2 separate regions of the Capra hircus genome follow, and region 1 is linked to region 2. The links are chromatin contacts, called in public Hi-C maps. All regions are on one chromosome and are shown on one strand. The core of a region is the stretch at or near the end of the contact, and the rest is flanking DNA. Distances in the headings are between cores, read along the strand shown.

Region 1 (4,460 bases), core at 712-3,211, 140 kb before region 2:
ACTATATTTAGCTTCCGAAGGCTAGAAGCCCCCCTCTGTGCCCCCAAACACCATCTGTGAGCCTTAGAAGGGTGCCGAGAGCCTTTCGCCCAATCCAGCGTGCGGAAACTTCAGAAACAAAGAGCAGGAGAGCTCAGATTTGTGGAGGGTCCGGACTCAAGGCGAGTCTTACTCCACGCAGTAAACACGCTAATCCTGTAAAAATCTGCTCGTACTCCGTCGTGAACGCATTTCTTACAAAACGTTTAAGAAGGGTTTGTTTATACGAACAGTTTTTCCGAATTGCACCTAAGACGCGGCCAGGCAGCCCCCGCTGCCTCCTGACTCTCCCCCTCACTCTGGAAGGCGCAGTCGTGATTTTTCAAAGTTAATTGGCACCACCTGCATACACTCGGCAAACATTACTCACCAACACGCCCTCGCCGTTCCCAGCCCCAGTTCTGTGCCTGCATTTAAACTTTATAATCGTGCTCAAGATACTCTGCCGTCGCGAATGGACCAGCAGAGCCTCCCTTTACCGTTTGGAGAAGAATGGAAACCCCTCCTCTCCCCGCTCCACATACCGCGGGGCCCTAAGTTTTCTCTCCCCCGCTCCCTGCCCGTCCCTACCCCTAGCCGACACCACCAAAACAAAAGCTATCAGGTTGCAAGCGGCAGCGCGTGGAGCGATATTGCTTATTAACTCTGTGCAGAGGAAGCGCGGGCGGGGGGTGGGGGGCGCGCAACACAACTCGGGACACGAAGCCCAGGCCGGGGCCGCACGCCCACCGCCGCGGAGCCCCGCGCGACCGAAACCGCGACGCGGGCCACCTCTCCCCGGGGCACGGTGTCCCTGGGAGGCCGTGTGGCTGCGAGCACGTGTGTGAAAATGCACGTCGGCTCCGACCACACACCCACTCCCGCACAGTCGGAGGCCGCCCTACCAACCCTAGCCCCGCCGGGACGAAAAGAGCGTCCACGGGCCGCTATAAAACGGGGAGAAGGGGCCCCCAAACCCTCTGAACTCGGGGTCTGGACGCGCTGTCCGGAACAGCCCGACTGACGACGAGCTCCCGACTTCGCCTTTTTCCAGGGGCTGCACCGTGGGGTGCGAGATCTAAGTGGGAACGCTCCCCGCGCCTCCAGCCGCACTGAGAAGCCCGGGGAGGCCGGAGAGAGCTGGCGACCCGCCGCGGATCCGGCGAAAGCGACAGGGAACCCAAAGAGCCCCAGGGGCCAAGCGCGGCGAGCGACAGGAGGTCGCGCAGGAAGGAAACCTATTCCGGGGCCGCGGGGCCTCCCCGCCGGGCACCTCCCACTGGGCACCTTGCATCCCCGGGACCGGCGGGCTGCCCGCTCCCACCCCCCGGGCACCGAACCTGCCCCAGCCGCGAGGGCGCCGCGCGAGCTGTCACCGCCGCCTGCGCGCCGCGTGTCGGGAGGCCCCGCGCGCCGGGAGGGGCGCGCGGTGCGGGCGGCCGGGCGCGAACTTCCCCGCTGGCGCCCCGGGGCCTGGCCCCGCCGCGGGCCACCGAGTAGGGAGCGCAGCCCAGACAGCCGGGCCGCGGGGCAGGGCTCTCGGGACCGCGGAAGGGAGAGCCACCGAGGCCCTTCCCGCGCGGGGATGCGCCGAGCCCGGGGCCGCGCGGGCCTCCGAACCAACGACCTGGGCCCCGGGGCTCCCCCCTCGGCCTCGCGGCCGAGCCCCTCGGCGCCCCGCCCCGCGGCCCCAGGGCCCGGGAGCCCGACAGCTGCGACGGTGGCAACTCGGGTTTCGCAAACAGGGCGCAGCCCCTCGGAGGAAAAGTTCCCGCAGTGGCCGCGGGCGGCGGGCACATACTCACTTTCTCCACTCGTGGGCCAGAGCGAGAGCGCGGCGGAGAAAAACAGGAGTCCCCACAGCGAGGTCGGGGACCCTCCTCCGGAGCTAGACTTCATTCCTTTTATTTGGGACGAAATTCCCCTTTCTCAAAAAAAAAAAAGGGGGGGGTGGAGGAGGAAAAGAAAAAGTCTCCGAGTCTTCGTCTCCCGCCCACCTCCAAAAACAAGGGCGAAGGCGACACCACTTCCCGAGGCGGCGCCGGCCGGGGGTCCGCGGGGAGGCGCGGACGGGGCGGGCGGTGGCGGCGGGCGGCCCTCAGCGCCGGCAGCCGCGGCCCAGCGCTCGGCGGAGTCGGGAACCCGGGGCGCGCCGGGGCGGGCTGTCTGCGTCGTCGGCCTCCATTTTCAAACCCAGAGAGGCAGGAGGGAGGAAAAACTGCGAAGAGAAGGGGGCCAAGCCCGGATCCGTCTTGGCGAAGGAAAACAAACCCGACCCCAGACAGAGGGGGAGGCGGCCCGACGCCCGAGCCTCCGCGGCGGGAGGGCGCGACGCAGTTCGCAAGACTGCCCCGGAGCCCGGGTCGCGGGGGAGGCCGGCCGGGGGCAGAAATGCGGAGGAAAAATGAATGAGCCGCTCCCCTCCTCCTCCTCCTGCTGCTCCTCCTCCGCCGGGCTCCGCTCGCCGCCGCCGCCGCCGCCGCCGCGAGCTCCTTCCCAAATCCAGGACACACACAAAGCGGCGGGCCGGCCGCGCTCAGCGCTCCCGCCGCCCGCCCCGCGCCGGCCCCCGCCCGCCGCCGGCTCGGCGCGGGGGCTCCGGCTCGCTGAAGGTCAAAGCCGCGGCGCGCCGTGGAGCTCCCCTCGCGCGGGAGGGGCGTGGAGGGCCCGGGGGTCTGCAAGCTCCAGGCACGGGCGCGCCGGGGCCAGGCTCGCCGGTGGCGTCCCTCTCCCTCGCCCGCCGCTCGAGTTCGCCTGGTGCGCTCGCTCCTCCTCGGGTTGTTTTTTTTTTTTTCCCTCCCCCCGCCTTTTTTTTTTTTTCCGCTCAGCGGAGTTAATGCTGGTAAACAAAAGCCTCAGCCCCGCCGCGCCGCTGCCGCCGCCGCTGCCACACACTGGGGCCTGACGCGCGCGTGCGCTCGGGGCCGCGCACACACACTCACACGCGCGCGCGCACTGGAGCGGCCACAGCCGCAGCCCCGGCGCGCGGAGGGCCGGGCCCCGGCCGGCGCGCGCCAAGAGCTGGAGCCCAGGAACGCAGGGACGTGCGGAGCGGAGCCCCGGCGCGGGCGGCTAGGCGGCAAGGCGCCGCCCCCGCGCCCCGCCCGCGCGCACCGGCTCCCGCGCGCGCGCGCCCCTGCTCTCACCCCCACCGCACTGCGCCGGCCAGCCTGCACGCGCGCGCCCCTCCCGCAAGACTCCAAAAACAATGCCCCCGGCGCCGGGCCCTGCCCGGCAGAGGAGCGGGCTGGGGAGCGGGGGAGGGGCTGGGCCGGGCTGGGCGGGGAGCGCGAGGCCCGAGAGGTTCATTGAAAACAACAACAGCGCGGCTGGAGCGCGCGTTGCCCCGGTTCTTGAAAAGCTTCATTGTGTCTTGCAGCTGTTGCAAAATAAATAAATAAGTGCGTGCATGCGGCATTTTCTCGCAGCCGGCTGGAAAGCTCGAATGTGGCGGGAGGGGCATACCTGGGAGAAAGGAGACGCCCCCCCCACGCCCCAAACCAGGCTACTAAGCGGGCACTTTGGCTCAAGGCCGGGACGGCCGCGGCGTCGCCCCAGGGGAGCCCACAGTCCCGGGACTCGCGGGGAGCCAGGGGGAAGGGCGCGGCTCGGGCCCCGGAGCCCGAGGAGACTGCCCGCGGGGGCCCGGAGCGGGCGTAGGGGGGCCCAGACGGGCCGCCCCGCGGGCCCTGGGCGCGTCCCAGCCGCAGCCGCCAGGGGGCGCGGCGGGCGCGGGGAGGGCCGGCCCGCCGAGTGTCCCCTCCCTCCGGGAGAGGAAATCTGGGGGCCCGGGCCGGGGGCCGGCCGAGCTGGGTTGCGCGGGCCCGGCACCGGAGACCCGCGGCGGGTCCGGGGAGCGGCTCGCTGACTCGCTTCTCTGCCGGCCCCACCACGTGGGCGGCTGCGGGCGGCGGCCGGGGCGCGTGCTCGGTGCGGGGCTGCGGGGGCCCCCGGAGGCCAAGGGGGCGTGCCGGGGGGGCCCCAGGAGGATGCGCTCGGGGCCTGGGGCCGAAGTCTCCTGGCCGGGCTCTCGCCGCGACACGCCGCGCCCGATCGCCGAGCCGCCACTGCGGGAGCCCACCCGCACCTGCTCGCGTCCTTCCGGGCGCGTCTCTCTTCCCTCCTTCGCTGCGTACAGGACTGGAAACCAGCGCCCGCCCGGTCTCCTCCGTGGTTTTCTTGAAGGTGCCCGAGGAGGGGTTTCCCCAAAGAGAGCCTGCCCCTGGACTGCCATCTAATGAATAAATGCTGCGGGAACCAGGTCCTTAAAGCGGGAAACAGCCCAGCGAGGTCTAGAGAGAGGAGTTTGAAATACGTGGACTTTTAAACATAGTGATTGGACCACGTGCCGCCTTTAATGTGGTCCGGCTTCGTGACTCAGGCTAATTGGTGTCAACAGCAAATAAAAAGAAGATGGCTAATAAGAGTTGTGGATGTCGAGA
Region 2 (4,160 bases), core at 1,311-3,810:
CATCAAAAAAAAATGTTCAGTGATCTGCCTGGTGTCAACTGAGAAGTCACTGGGAACAGCTTGAAGGATCCCGCTGCTTTACTGATGTGAAATTATGGTCACCCCAGGCCAAGGGTAACAGGCAAGAAGGGGAGGAGGTAGCTTCCTACTCTCCAACCTTTCTCCATCATTGGCAGGGCTGGGAAGCAGTGGGAAGGCCTCCACCCCTGCGCCCGGAACCCAAGCCCACCTGCTGTTGGCTGCCTACTGATGGGGGAGGGGTGGGGGACACATTCCCTATCCCCATCCGCATTCCCATCCCACGAGGATGGCAGGCGGCACAGCTCCCGGGCTGCAGTGGGGACCGCTTCCTCCAAGTGGCCTCAGACGCCTACCCCTTCCAAGTATTGGCCCTGGGAGGTTTGTGGAGCTGGTGGGGACACCGGGCTGATTTGCACTGCCCCCCTTTCCAGTTCACACCCCCTGTTGAGGCCAGAAGCCCGGACGAGCTGCTTTCCCCAAAGACTGCCAAGTGTTGGCAGCCACATGACTCATACTGGTTTGAACTGAGACTAAGACAGAGACACGGCAGTGGACCCTGAAGATATTGCCATTTCAAAAATGGGAGTGATTTTATGTTTTCAGGAGGTGGAGGCCCAAGTGGATCTTTGGGAAGATGTTACTTAGGTTCTGGAAAAGCCGTTTAAACAAGCACTCAAACATTTAGTGATACAAATATCTGAGCTCCCGCCCCATGCAAGAGCAGGGTCCTGAGAACAGGAGATGCAAACCACAGATGCAGCCCATCATATGATGGCTTGGCCTCACACAATGTTTTACATGAGTTCACATTTTAAAAGCCAAATCGCCTATTAAAACCAACTGAAAGCCTAGCATCACTGCCCCTGCATTCTTGTAGGTCTGAGCTGCCCCTTTGAGTGGGGGATGCCCTCTTCCATGCTCCTCTGCCCCCTTGGCACCCGCGTTACCCGTGGCCCCCAGCACAGAGGGCTCCCCTTGTGGCTCAGCTGGTGAAGAATCTGCCCGCAGTGCGTGAGACCTAGGTTCAATCCCTGGGCTGGGAAGATCCCCTGGAGAAGGGAAAGGCTACCCACTCCAGTATTCTGGCCTGGAGAATTCCATGGACCGTATAGCCCACGGGGTCGCAAAGAGTCAGACACGACTGAGCGACCTTCGCTTTCACTTTCACCCAGCACAGAAACTGAGCGTCAACTATCGCTTGCCACTTCATTTGCATCACTGTGTTTATTACAGCTGTGTGCTGCGCTCAGTCGCTCAGTCGACTCTTTGCGACCCCATGGACTGTAGCCCGCCAGGCTCCTCTGTCCATGGGATTCTCCAGGCGAGAATACTGGAGTGGGTCGCCATCCCCTCCTTCAGGGGATCTTCCCAACCCAGGGATCGAACCTGGGTCTCCCACACTGCAGGCAGATTCTTTACAGTCTGAACCACCAGGGAAGCCCAAGAATACTGGAGTGGGTAGCCTTTCCTACTCCAGGGGAACTTCCTGACCTGGAAATTGAACCGCGGTCTCCTGCACTGCAAGCGGATTCTTTACCAGCTAAGCTACCTTTTTTCAGTACCTGGGCCTCTATCAGACAAGAAAAAAGAAAAGCTAAACATGTGGATGCTGCCACCCCTCCTTGGAGACATTTGAGTTTGCATACAGAGAGTTGCCCCTTCTGAAGGCCTTATGCCAGCGAGGTTTCCTTTGGATAATATTTTTCCTAAGGAAGGATCTGGGCCACCTGCGGCATCCAACTGCTGTTTGTTTTTTTAAAAAAAATGTTAATATTAAAGCTAATATTTATTGAGCACTTACTCTGTGCCTGGCAATTTTCCAAGCTCTTTGCATGAATGAACTTACATAATTCTCTCAAGAATATGTAGTAAATACAATCATTACTATGTTATAGATGGAGAAACAGAAGTATAGAGAGCGTGAGCAACCAGCCCCGCGTCTCTCAGTCAGAAGGCAGCAGAGCCAGGATCACGCAGGAGCCAGCAGTTCTCGGGGGTGGCACAGTAGCCACTGTGCGGCCCTGCCTGTGAGTGCTCCGAGTGTCTTCCCCAGAGCAGTTCTAACAGGTTTGTTTGTCAGGCTTGGCTGGACCCAGCCACAGTAGGAACCTTCAAATCTCAGTAGCTTAAAGCAACCAATGTTTATTTCTTGCTTATGCTACATGATGACTGAGGGTCAGCTGACGTGTCACAGTCATCTAGACCGACAGGGCTGACCCGTCTGGAACACTTCCAGATGCCACAGCAGAGGGGAAAGAGCACCGCGGTTGTGCCTCAGTTCATAAAGACCTCTAGGAAGTCTTCTCTGGGAGGTGGACTTTATCACTTCTGCTCACATTTTATTGGCCGAAGCAAGGCCTTTTCCAAGGGGCCTGGGGAGTGCAATTCTCACGCACAGAGAGAGGGACTGGTGGCCCCCCCAGTCTGCAGGGGAGACACCTGTGAGCTGCCGTGGGGCTCCGGAGGACAGAGTCTGGCACAGAGTTAGGAAGGGGGGCTCTGCCAGCCCTGCCTCAGCTCCTGCCCTGGACGGCTCTGATGGCTTCGGGAACCCTGGGAGGCCCACCGATCAGACAACTGGCGTGGAAAGGCACGCGCTCCTCTGCCCAGGGCCTTTGTGTAGCTGTTGCCTCTGCCCGACCTGTCTTCCCCACCCCACCCCACACCCACACCCACCCAGGGCTTGTACACCCTCTGTCTCAACAGGCAGGTTAGTGCCACTGGGAAGCCTCCCTCACGCCCGCGACTGGATTAGGCGCTCTTGTTATTCTCCTCCGTGGCACCCCACGGTTCTGCTTCTCAGCACTCGCTAAGGATTATCACTGCGTGGTGATTTGTGTGGTAATGTGATTTGTGCTTATCTTCTGTAAAAGCGTGGGAGTGCCCTGAGGGCTGGCTCTAAGCCTGTCTCTCCCACCTTGGTGCCCCCAGTACCCCCTTTGGCTCAGGACAGGGTACATTCCCAAGTCTCCCCTTCATACCAACTGAACGCATGACTGGGATATGCCCTGGGATGGCTAAGCTGGACAGTGGGGCTGTGAGCCGACAGGAGGGTCCCCTTTGAGAACTAGTTTAGGGGAGATTTCCAGGGGTTCCGAGGTCCTGTAGTTGAGGAGGAGTCAAGACGGGAAAGAATCCATGGAAAGGCGAGCGCTGTCATTTTAGGGGTCCCCCAGAAACAGAACATGAGCCAAGGATCAGAAGCAGGGAATGCAAGTAAGAGGGGATTCCTGGGATCCTCGCAGGGACGGGAGGGTGGGGAAGCTTGCTCAGTCATGTCCGACTCTGCAACTCTTTGGACTGTAGCCCTCCAGGCTTCTCTGTCCATGGGATTTTTCAGGCAAGAATACTGCAATGGGTAGCCATTTCCTTCTCCAGGGGATCTTACCGACCCAGGGATCAAACCCACGTTTCTGAATCTCCTGCACTGCAGGCAGATTCTTTACCCACTGAGCTATGAGTGGTGAAACACACAGGCTGAGTTAGCCCAACTGTGGGGTGGGGAGCTGGGGTATTGATACACCAACTCCAGCTGATCATGGACAGCGGCTCCCAGGGCGTGCTGAATGGACAGCAAAACTGGCTCTTGTGGCAAAAAGAAAATCTCAGACAGAAATGCAAATGCCTGCAGTTGGGAGAAACAGAGAATATGGGCGGGACATAGGGAGCATCTGCTTCACTAAGAAAGAGCAAATTCACCTTGTCGTCCCTGCGGCATCTTCCAGAATGGTGAGAGCTCAGGCTCTGACTCCAAAATCCTTAAAATGTTTTTCCGATTTTCTGGCCCTCTAGGAGTGGGCTGAGAAGTCTTCGCCATAGTCTCAGGCTGGTCTTGCGTACAGTTTGTTTATTACTTGGCCATATCTCTACTGCCCTTTCATCCATCATTCACCATTTTGTTGAATAGAATTTCAGACATTTATCTGGTCTCTTCTGTCTGGCAGGCACTGAGCTAGAGGCTGGGGTACAAAATCAGATAAAACATAGTTTCTGCTCTGTAGTACTTTATTACCAGGATTTGGAGAGGTGCTAATGCCAAACAAGATACTGTGTTAAGTCTGGAAAGCTTTACAAAGTATCACCTCTTAGATAATCACAAAGTACATGGACATATTAAAGGCTTTGAGAAGGATGGCAGA

What was found. A called contact is a pair of places that touch in the nucleus more often than the background predicts.
Region 1: a contact with region 2 is called in a Hi-C map of liver, with 8 times the contacts expected there. The contact joins the promoter of IGF1R here to the enhancer-like site in region 2. A contact is called at or near these places in 2 of 5 Hi-C or Micro-C datasets (blood and liver).

The regions. Positions count from the first base shown.
Region 1 is chr21:7,036,007-7,040,466 of ARS1.2, reverse strand. IGF1R (insulin-like growth factor 1 receptor) reads right to left here and starts at 1,961. Exons shown (of 21, transcript XM_018065947.1): 1 at 1,824-1,961. The coding sequence starts at 1,917.
Region 2 is chr21:6,896,826-6,900,985 of ARS1.2, reverse strand. No RefSeq gene overlaps it. Among named protein-coding and RNA genes, the nearest start is that of SYNM, 31 kb to the right of the region's middle. Within about 2 kb of position 2,560, at least 1 of the 5 cell types and tissues checked has an H3K27ac peak or open chromatin away from gene starts, as enhancers often do.